Regions from separate parts of the Zea mays genome. Here regions 2 and 3 are each linked to region 1. The links are chromatin contacts, called in public Hi-C maps. All regions are on one chromosome and are shown on one strand. Each heading gives the region's core, a stretch centred on a gene start, on an enhancer-like site or on the middle of the called end of the contact. The rest is flanking DNA. Distances are from core to core; before and after follow the strand shown. Region 1 holds the start of LOC103626274. Region 2 holds the start of LOC100382018. Region 3 holds the start of LOC542179 (U1 snRNP).

Evidence for each region. Hi-C and Micro-C count contacts between places; a contact is called where the count stands out from the background.
Region 2: a Hi-C map of ear shows a contact between it and region 1, with 2.9 times the contacts expected there. The contact joins the promoter of LOC100382018 here to the promoter of LOC103626274 in region 1. A contact is called at or near these places in 6 of 25 Hi-C or Micro-C datasets (ear, endosperm, leaf and 1 more).
Region 3: a contact with region 1 is called in a Hi-C map of tassel, with 2.2 times the contacts expected there. The contact joins the promoter of LOC542179 here to the promoter of LOC103626274 in region 1. A contact is called at or near these places in 10 of 25 Hi-C or Micro-C datasets (bundle sheath, ear, endosperm and 4 more) and 1 of 3 datasets of contacts at active chromatin or transcription factors (seedling).

Annotation. Positions count from the first base shown.
Region 1 is chr5:41,830,010-41,832,805 of Zm-B73-REFERENCE-NAM-5.0, reverse strand. LOC103626274 reads left to right here and starts at 1,429. Exons shown (of 8, transcript XM_008646664.3): 1 at 1,429-2,042. The coding sequence starts at 1,959.
Region 2 is chr5:42,310,127-42,312,922 of Zm-B73-REFERENCE-NAM-5.0, reverse strand. It overlaps LOC100382018, which reads left to right and starts at 1,402. Exons shown (of 3, transcript NM_001174784.1): 1 at 1,402-2,333; 2 at 2,402-2,450; 3 at 2,567-2,796. The coding sequence starts at 2,001. LOC100502266 reads left to right here. Exons shown (of 8, transcript NM_001323891.1): 8 at 1-588.
Region 3 is chr5:42,244,647-42,247,442 of Zm-B73-REFERENCE-NAM-5.0, reverse strand. LOC542179 (U1 snRNP) reads left to right here and starts at 1,337. Exons shown (of 10, transcript NM_001358412.1): 1 at 1,337-1,516; 2 at 1,611-1,725; 3 at 1,814-1,893; 4 at 2,432-2,507; 5 at 2,593-2,657; 6 at 2,777-2,796. The coding sequence starts at 1,418.

The DNA of each region.
Region 1 (2,796 bases), core at 180-2,679:
CATTACCAGTAGTGAACGACGATTAGTGCTGTTGATACAGCCGCCGTCCGAGCGCCGTGAGTTCTTCGCTGCTTTCCCATCCCGGCGCCGTTGATACAGTCGCCGCTGCCTCACAAGACCTCTGTCTTCTCTCCTCCTCGCTTCAGAAACGCACCAGAGAGCTCAGAGCTCTGTTTATTCTCCTCGCTGCCAGAGATCTCCAAACACCCCGCCGTCGTTCCCCACGGAAGTTGTCCCCCGCCGTCGTTCCCCCACGGAAGACCTTGACGAAAGACGTGCTGGGCAGCGCGGCCGACTGGTAGCCGCTGACGAAGCTGGACACCTTGAGGAAGCAGAGGCCAGAGCCGTCAGAGAGCGCGGTGGACGCAACGCAGGAGCCGCCGGAGAGGCAGTTGATGTCCACGATCTTCCGCGACGAGTCCCCTTCCACCAGCTCTGTCACTGCACGCAATAATATACAACAAAGCGGGCCGGCTCAGCTACTGGTTCTCAAGTTGCATCGCGGAAAGAAATTGTTCTGAAAATCTAAGCTTCTTGTTGCTGCTTTGCAATCAAGAATCATATGAATGGCTTGCTGTAAATGAGCACGTAGTGCGTAGTGGAGCAGAACATCTTAATGCAGGAAAAAACATGGAGTTATTGAGCCGCATCCCGCATGTTCAATTGCTACAGCCTACGGAACGCAGAATCCACCAGAATCTGATGCTATACAGGCTCGCAGTTATTGAAAAAGTTGGGAGCCGGATTCGCGAAAAAGCAGCCGCCGGAGAGGCAGTTGAGGCGGCAGGCGGTGATGCCGACGAAGAACTGCTCTGTGGTGATCTCCGGCGGGTAGGTGAGGAACTGCGTGTTGTCGAGCTCGAGCGTGGTGGAGTTGCCGGGGCAGCTGGCGAGCTCGACCTTGCGCGTGCAGCCGGCGCGCGGCTTGGAAGGGTCGGAGAGCTGGAAGTTAAGCGACGGGCACCCGCAGACCGGCGACGTGCCGTTGTAGCTGCACACGCCCATGCTGCCGCAGTAGCCGAACACCTAGCACTGGTCCGCCACGGCCGACCACTCCTCCGTGGCGGCGTTGCTGCCCCGGGGTTGTCCTTGAGCACGAGGTTGCCGCTGTCCTGGACGGCCGCGGCGGACACGTTCTGGCCCCCCGTGTTGGAGGACCAGAGCACGACCCCGGATCCGTTGACGAGCTGGAGGTCGCCGTTGGACGAGAAGCGGAGCGAGCTCCACGAGTCAACGGCGGCGCCGTTGCCCGCGGACCAGACGGGCACGCCGCCGGCGTAGGTGATGGCGGCGACGAAGAGCGACGGGGAGGACGCGGACGCCGTGAAGCCGAGCGAGAAGGTGCTGTTGGGCGACGTCCACGTCGCCGAGTTGCCCGGCGAGAGGGTCGACCCCAGCGGCATGTCCGCGCCGCGGGACAGCAGCGGCGGGAGGAGGAAGAGGCAGCAGCCGAGGGCCACAAGGCCCCCCGGAGCTTCGCCGCAAAGGGCGTATCTTTTTTGCCTTCCCGGCGGTTTTTGGGCGGCAGAAAGCAGCGGAGAAGTCACGGCGCTGGGACGGCGGCTGTATCAACGACACTAATCGTCGTTCACTACTGGTAGTGGAGTGGTTTTGTCCGTTTTGGAGTGTGGCCTATTCTCTGCTTTTCCATAACAGATAATCCCTCGCCTACACCTCCAAATCGTCGAAGCCGCATCTAAGGACTTCCATAATGGCAAATTTCTCCTTCCTGCATGAGCCTGACCTCATCTCATCATCGCCTCCAACTCACCAGAGAAGAGAAATCCTTCTCCCTCGTCTCTCGCCAATCTTTTCTATCAAACCCTCTTCCTTCCATCTCAGATCCCTCTCCCGTCCCAGCTCGATCCTGCCCGATGGCCACCGGATCGTACGCCGCTTCCGTCCGACGCTGAGCAACCAGGACAACGACCTCCGACGACCCCCCGAGCACCCACGAGATGGTCGCGGAGGCGGCGCCGTTCTCCTCATCGGCGATCTGGTCGTGTCACCGCGACGAGATCACCTTCGACCGCCTCCACAAGGTACCGCCCCTCCCGGGCTCGCCCCGATCGGATCTGCTCACCCGCCCACCTGCCCGCCCGCCCGCCTGCTGACCCTGGACCGAGTCGACGCCACGGATCTGAGGCTCCCGCCCTCCTCCCCGTGCTGCGATGCTGGGCCCTTCCGGCGCCCCTGCCCGTGCTCCGACGTTCCGCGGAGCTTTTGGTCGCGCCCGGTGGATGGCGCTTCCTGCGAGCGCTGGTTTCGGCTGTAGGGTTTGATTTGATTTGTTGCTCGCCTGTTGGAGAATTCTATTAGGTTGGACTGCTTCGGCTTATCAGTTGGCGCGGACTTCCTGTGGTGATGTCGGGTGTTGCATGGAGCAGACAAGCGCTTGACTGAAAAATCTGAGTGGTTTGTCCCATTTGGATATTTGGATGTGTTGAATTGAGTTGAGGGAGCTATCTCCGTTATGATGCTGCTATGCAAGCTGTCTAGAGAAGTGGGAGCAGCCTGAATTTGAAAAGTATTGTGAAAAGCAATAAATAATAGCTAACTTCTTGACTGACTCATCAGATTGGCTTGTCTTGCCTCTGGACAAACAGAAGGAATGAAGGATGCTCTAGGCTGAATCCCATACTACTGGTGTCGTTGCTGCTAATCGAGGAGCAATGATGTCAACAAACCAAACTTTGGAGAGTATTAACTCCATCCTGGTTTGATCAGCCAGCTTCTTGACTAAAGCATTGGATTGGTTTGTCTCATTCAGGCACAGGGATGGGATGTGTTCGAGCC
Region 2 (2,796 bases), core at 153-2,652, 480 kb before region 1:
GTTGCCTCTGCATTAGATCCCTTGCACCATGTGGTGGGGCTGGTCACAAGAAAGCATTGCTATCAGCAGAGGATGTGCGAATCTACCATGATGTGACCTCCAGTCAGTGGATCAAGACGCTTTCATGGTGGGTGATTATAGGCTCATGATGTCAGGTTGAAGAAAGGCTGCTGTAGCCCTCAGTGTTATGGAGTTCGCAGGAGTTTCTTTCTCAGAACAAGGCTGTCTGATGTGTTTTGACATTGCTATCCTTGCTTTAGCCAGCTCCATCTTTCGGTAGATACATACATGCATGGGCATATCCATTTTGAAACATGCCAGGAGAAAGCTCACTGGCTCTAGAGCAGGGTAGGTCTCAAGCGTTGTTGCCTGATTGCTGCTGCGATCGTTGCATGCTTGACATGTCTAGTAGGATCAGTATGCTAACATAGGCAGGGCTTCTGTACCATATGACATAAGTTCCTTCTGTATACAGGGTCGAGATCTAGAGAAAAGAAGTTCATTATTTCATTCAGCTCATGTTGTTACCCTTTGTTCTTGTCAACATGTTCTGTGCATATTGTTGAAAGATGTTACCATGTTTGCAGTAGTGATATTTATTTTCCTGATTATCAGTGGCATGAGTCTGTGCTTGTATGTTAATCTATGGATTAGTTTTGGCACTCGGTGACAGTGTCCTGCTGATGTTTGATACATCATATTTAATGAACTCAGTTTTTCTGCAACTGATCTACTTTTTCTGATACTTGCATGTCGAAGCTAACAGAAATACTTTAGGTTAGTGAAGCAGCTATTTTAATTAGGCACATTCTCTGCGATGCATATATATATATATTAGAGAGCTGAACATGAGGAGGTGATGTTTCAGGAGTACAGGCACCCTGAAATCTGAAGTGCGCCTTGGATCATCTCTACTTTGGCGCTGGTGGTTTTGTGGATGTCCTCTCAGTGCCACTCCCAGAATACCAGGTAGCTGCATTTGTTTGCCTTATGATGGTGCTCATGATTTTTGTTTCTTCAGTATCAGATTCATCTAGTGGTTTCTTGATCTATTTAAGTGGTGCTGAATTTCTTGTGTACATACTGTGATAAGTAGCATGTTGACTGCAATTCTGGCTGTTCGAGAATCGGTCGGCTGTTGTTTTAAAAATAATGTTTTTTTGGATATCTTTCATTTGTAAGTTAAATTTAGGGGTGGTCATTGTATTAATGCTTACAGGCCAGTTGAAGTCCTCAAGCTTCTGCTTGGATTCTAGTGTCACTCTCAACTCTTGTTATCTTTTGAGAAGAGATCCCCTGGTAGCAGCCCTTTGCCTTTTCTTTCTGTTCTCTTCCTTTATTGTCTTGCTAATCTTTGATAAACTCCGGTGTTGTGATTGGTTGTATGTGCAGGGCCCATGACGAACTCCAGGAATGCATGGTTGCCTGCATGATAGATGTAGAGATGGCGGTCATATAGTTAAATTACACGTTCTGCCGTATGTATATGATTTTATTGGAGCTAATGGATTTTTTATCTGCTTTGTTTGGAGAAAAACATAGTTTGCATCTATCTCTACACGACTTGCTTTTGTACCGGAGGCACGCAGCAGCAGGGTTGTATATGTCCAACCTCTGATGGGTCTGCGGTCTGCCGTTGAAAGAGGGGCTTTGGAGATCTGAAGGTATTCCACGCCAGGTGCTCCTGTAATGTGCTGGACTTCTGTTCTGCCACTTTGGTTACGCAGAGCTGATCCATTACAAATGGTACTTGTGATGCTTTGTTGTTAGCTTGTGAGTTGTCTGTTTCTGCGCTTGTGATTCAGTGGCCGGCAAGCGTTTTTTTTTTTGACTCGGCCGGATTGTTCATCGATCTATTTTTGGATCTTTTATTGCTCTGGTGAAAACAGCTGGGCCCCATTCACAAGGAGACGCGCCACAACGCTCCAAAGGCCAAACCAGAGATTATCTCCGGGTTGTTTACACATTGAACTTGTCTTTCACCTTGACCTTGTTTATACATGAACCCGCCTCGGATCCGTCACCAGGACACGCCCCCTAACAAGCCACCGTACCATATTATGCCATCACGCGGCGGTAGCGGCAACACGCAGCGGCAACAGGATCCAACTGTGGTGGTGGTAGCCTTTGCGCAGCCGAGGAGGAGAACGAGACGGCGACGCGCCATTATGCCGGTGAAGAGCAGCGCCAGCTTCCGCATGACCGCGCTGCCTATGGTGGTGACGGCGCAGCTGCTGGCGGCTGCCGTGCTCACGCTCACGCTCGTCTGGGTGCTGCACTTTCGTGGTGGCGTCTCGTGGAAGCCGACATCCAACCCTCTCTTCGTCTACACGGTAATAATCGAACCGTGTATTTTCGAACAGTAGGAGTAAACTCTATAACGTGCGCACCCTTTTCTCAGGCACACCCTCTGTTCATGGTGATCGGCTTTATCATCTGCACCGGAGAAGGTAAAGGAACAAACGCGCGTCTGCAAAACTCAAGCGATGGAAGGGAATCAAACGTGTTGTGTCTGACTGATCACTGATGCTTGTATGATGGTGTGGTGTGTGGCGCGCGCGCGCAGCGGTGATGGCGTACAGGATCGTGCTGGGCCCGAGGTCGGCCAAGAAGGCGGTGCACCTGCTGCTACATCTCGTAGCCCTCACCTTCGCTGCCGTCGGCCTGTACGCCGCCTTCAAGTTTCACCATGACGTCGGCCTTCCTGACATCCGTTCCCTGCATTCTTGGCTCGGGATTGCCACGATAGCGCTCTATGGTCTTCAGGTGAGTCGGTCACCAAGGGTGGCTCTACTT
Region 3 (2,796 bases), core at 88-2,587, 410 kb before region 1:
TCCGTTGGCTCACCGGACACTGTCTGGTGCACACCGGACAGTCCGGTGAATTATAGCGGAGCAACTCCCAAAGAATCCCGAGAGCGGCCAGTTCGCGAGTGCCTTGGCCTGGGCACCGGACAGTGTCCGGTGCGCCACTATCAGCACTAATGCTTGTCTTTGCTCTAAACTTTGTTGAGTTCATAACTTATTTTCTTTGTTGGTTTGTGTTGATTTTTAAGCACCTGAGATAAATAACAATTAGGCAAACTAGTTAGTCCACGTGGTTTGTGATGGACATCAAACACCAAAATCAATTATGGGAAATGATTAATCTCATTTCCCTTTCAGAAAAGGCTTAGGTTGGGGATCAAAAGGGAGGAGGGAGTTGTACCATCGCCGAGTAGGACAAGCTCAAAGGAGACGCCAGGCGGCCTCGAGTTCATTGGCGACAGCGAGGCGGGGTCTTTCACGACAGGCGGCCTCAAGCCCATAAGCACGTCGAGGTCTTCCATCGCGCGGCACCGCGATGAGTGCCGGGTAGAAGGACACTTGCGCGACGACGACGTGTGGGGGTGGGGGGTAGCGTGCGCATCTGGGTGGTGGGAGCGTGGCGGTCACGGACCTATGTGTGGGTGGGGAGCGCGGTAGCCACGGAGGCGGGGGCATGGTGTACTCAGTGTGGATGTCCACGCTCAGTCCTTATAGAGTAGTAGAGACTGGAAACTTCTGGACGCTAAAATTCTCCACTACAAATTATCATGTGTAAGAAAATTTTACCACACTTTTATAAACCATTTACGAATGAAACCAGTATAATAGGAGAAAGATCTTAGCATGCCCCTATTTGTTTCGGCTTCTGGCAGCTTCTGGCCACCAAAAGCTATTGCGGACTGCCAAACGCTCAGCTTTTCAGCCAGCTTCTATAGAATTCGTTGGGGCAAAAACCATCTAAAATCAACCTAAACACATAATCGGTTGAGTCGTTGTAATAGTAGGAATCCGTCACTTTCTAGATCCTGAGCCCTATGAACAACTTTATCTTTCTCCACACGTAATCGTAATGATACTCAGATACTTCCCACAGCCACATTCTCCCCATAGCCAGATTTTCAAGTTGGTCAGAAAAAAGCTGAACCAAACATGCCTCATAGATTGCCACATATATGGCTAGCCAAAACTATCTAATCTAGCAATGAAACTCGGGCAAGCGCGGCACCGAAAACAAGTCAGGGAGCAGACGTCCAAACAACCATCCGTTTCGTGTCCGTTGTGTCGGGACCCTGCCGCGTGGGCCACTTCACGGTCTTGACCTAGTCCCGTGCGTTCGTTGCTGGGCCGCCTCGACCGCAACAAAGACTACAGGGGGGAGACACATCTCTCCCCACCTCGCTTCGCACCTCTCCAGCCGCCGCCTCCTCCTTCGCCGGCGTCGACGATGGGTGACTATGGCCACGGCGGGGGGCAGATGCGGGGCAACCCGGACTCCCGCCCCAGGGGCCAGGGCCAGCGCCCTAACGTCCAGCAGCTCAAGCTCGTAAGCCACCGATCCCCTCGTCTCCCCTGCTAAACCCTAACCCTAGCTGCCTGATTCGTCTCTGATCCGTGGTTTGGTTTCACCTCGCTCGCAGATGGGGCAGATCCACCCGACGGGGCTCACGCCCAACCTGCTTAAGCTCTTCGAACCGCGTCCACCGCTCGAGTACAAGCCCCCGCTGGAGAAGCGCAAATTGCCGGCCTACACCGGTGAGTCGACGGATTTTGGGATTGTCTAGTAGATGTTTTCAAGGGTTTGCTCACCGATTGTTTGGTGTGGCTACTGATTTGGATGCAGGGATGGCACAATTTGTGTCGCACTTTGCTGAGCCCGAGGATCCAGAGTATGCTCCGCCAGTACCCAAGTGTGAGACCAGGGTATGTTTTTGTCTATATGCTGAGTGTCATAGGTTTGCCTGCTATCATATCTGTACAACGTTCTCTAATCAGACTTTGTGACTTGGTTTCTGAGGTAGTCGAATTACACCACAGTGCTAGTGTGCAACTGGATGGTGTGCCAAGTATTTTTCGTAAAGAATTACATATTGTTAGAACAGTAGCTTCCGAAACCTGCTTGTAGCACACGATATCTACTGAGCGCATGATATTTTGGGCATTTCTGGTCAACTTTAGTAGTTGCTTCTGCTACAAAAGCATGCATGGTTTGACTATGTTCTGGATTTTCAATGTTTTGAGATGATATCATGCATTCAACTGTGTGAAGGCATTGTCACATTTCTTTCTGCTGAGATCACATGGGCCTAAATCATTCTTGAACTGCACAAATTCTCTCTCTCTTAATAATGCATTGGATCATATCTTACTCAATTTTGGGGCATATCTTAGCATTGTTCTACCCTTTACTATTTTATTTTATCCTGCACCTGATTATTATATATATGCTCTATATATGCAGGCAGAGAAGAAGGCTAGAATTCGCAATAATAAGCTCGAGCAAGGCGCAGCTAAGGTTGCTGAAGAGCTTCAGAAGTGTACGTCCTTAGGGCATGGTGTCACCCCAATTATTTTAAAGTTATGGTTGTAATAACATCATTGTTCTGATTTGGTTTTATGCAGATGACCCACAAAGTGACCCCAATGCTACTGGAGATCCATACAAAACACTCTTTGTTGCTAGACTTGTAAGTAATTTTGCCTGAAATTATTGGCAGTTTGGCACATTCCTTAGTCCTTACTGATGAGAATTTGATGGCAAGTTATCTTTGTAAAACCAAGCTAATTGGCTTTGCCATTGTTGCAGAACTATGAGACATCTGAGCA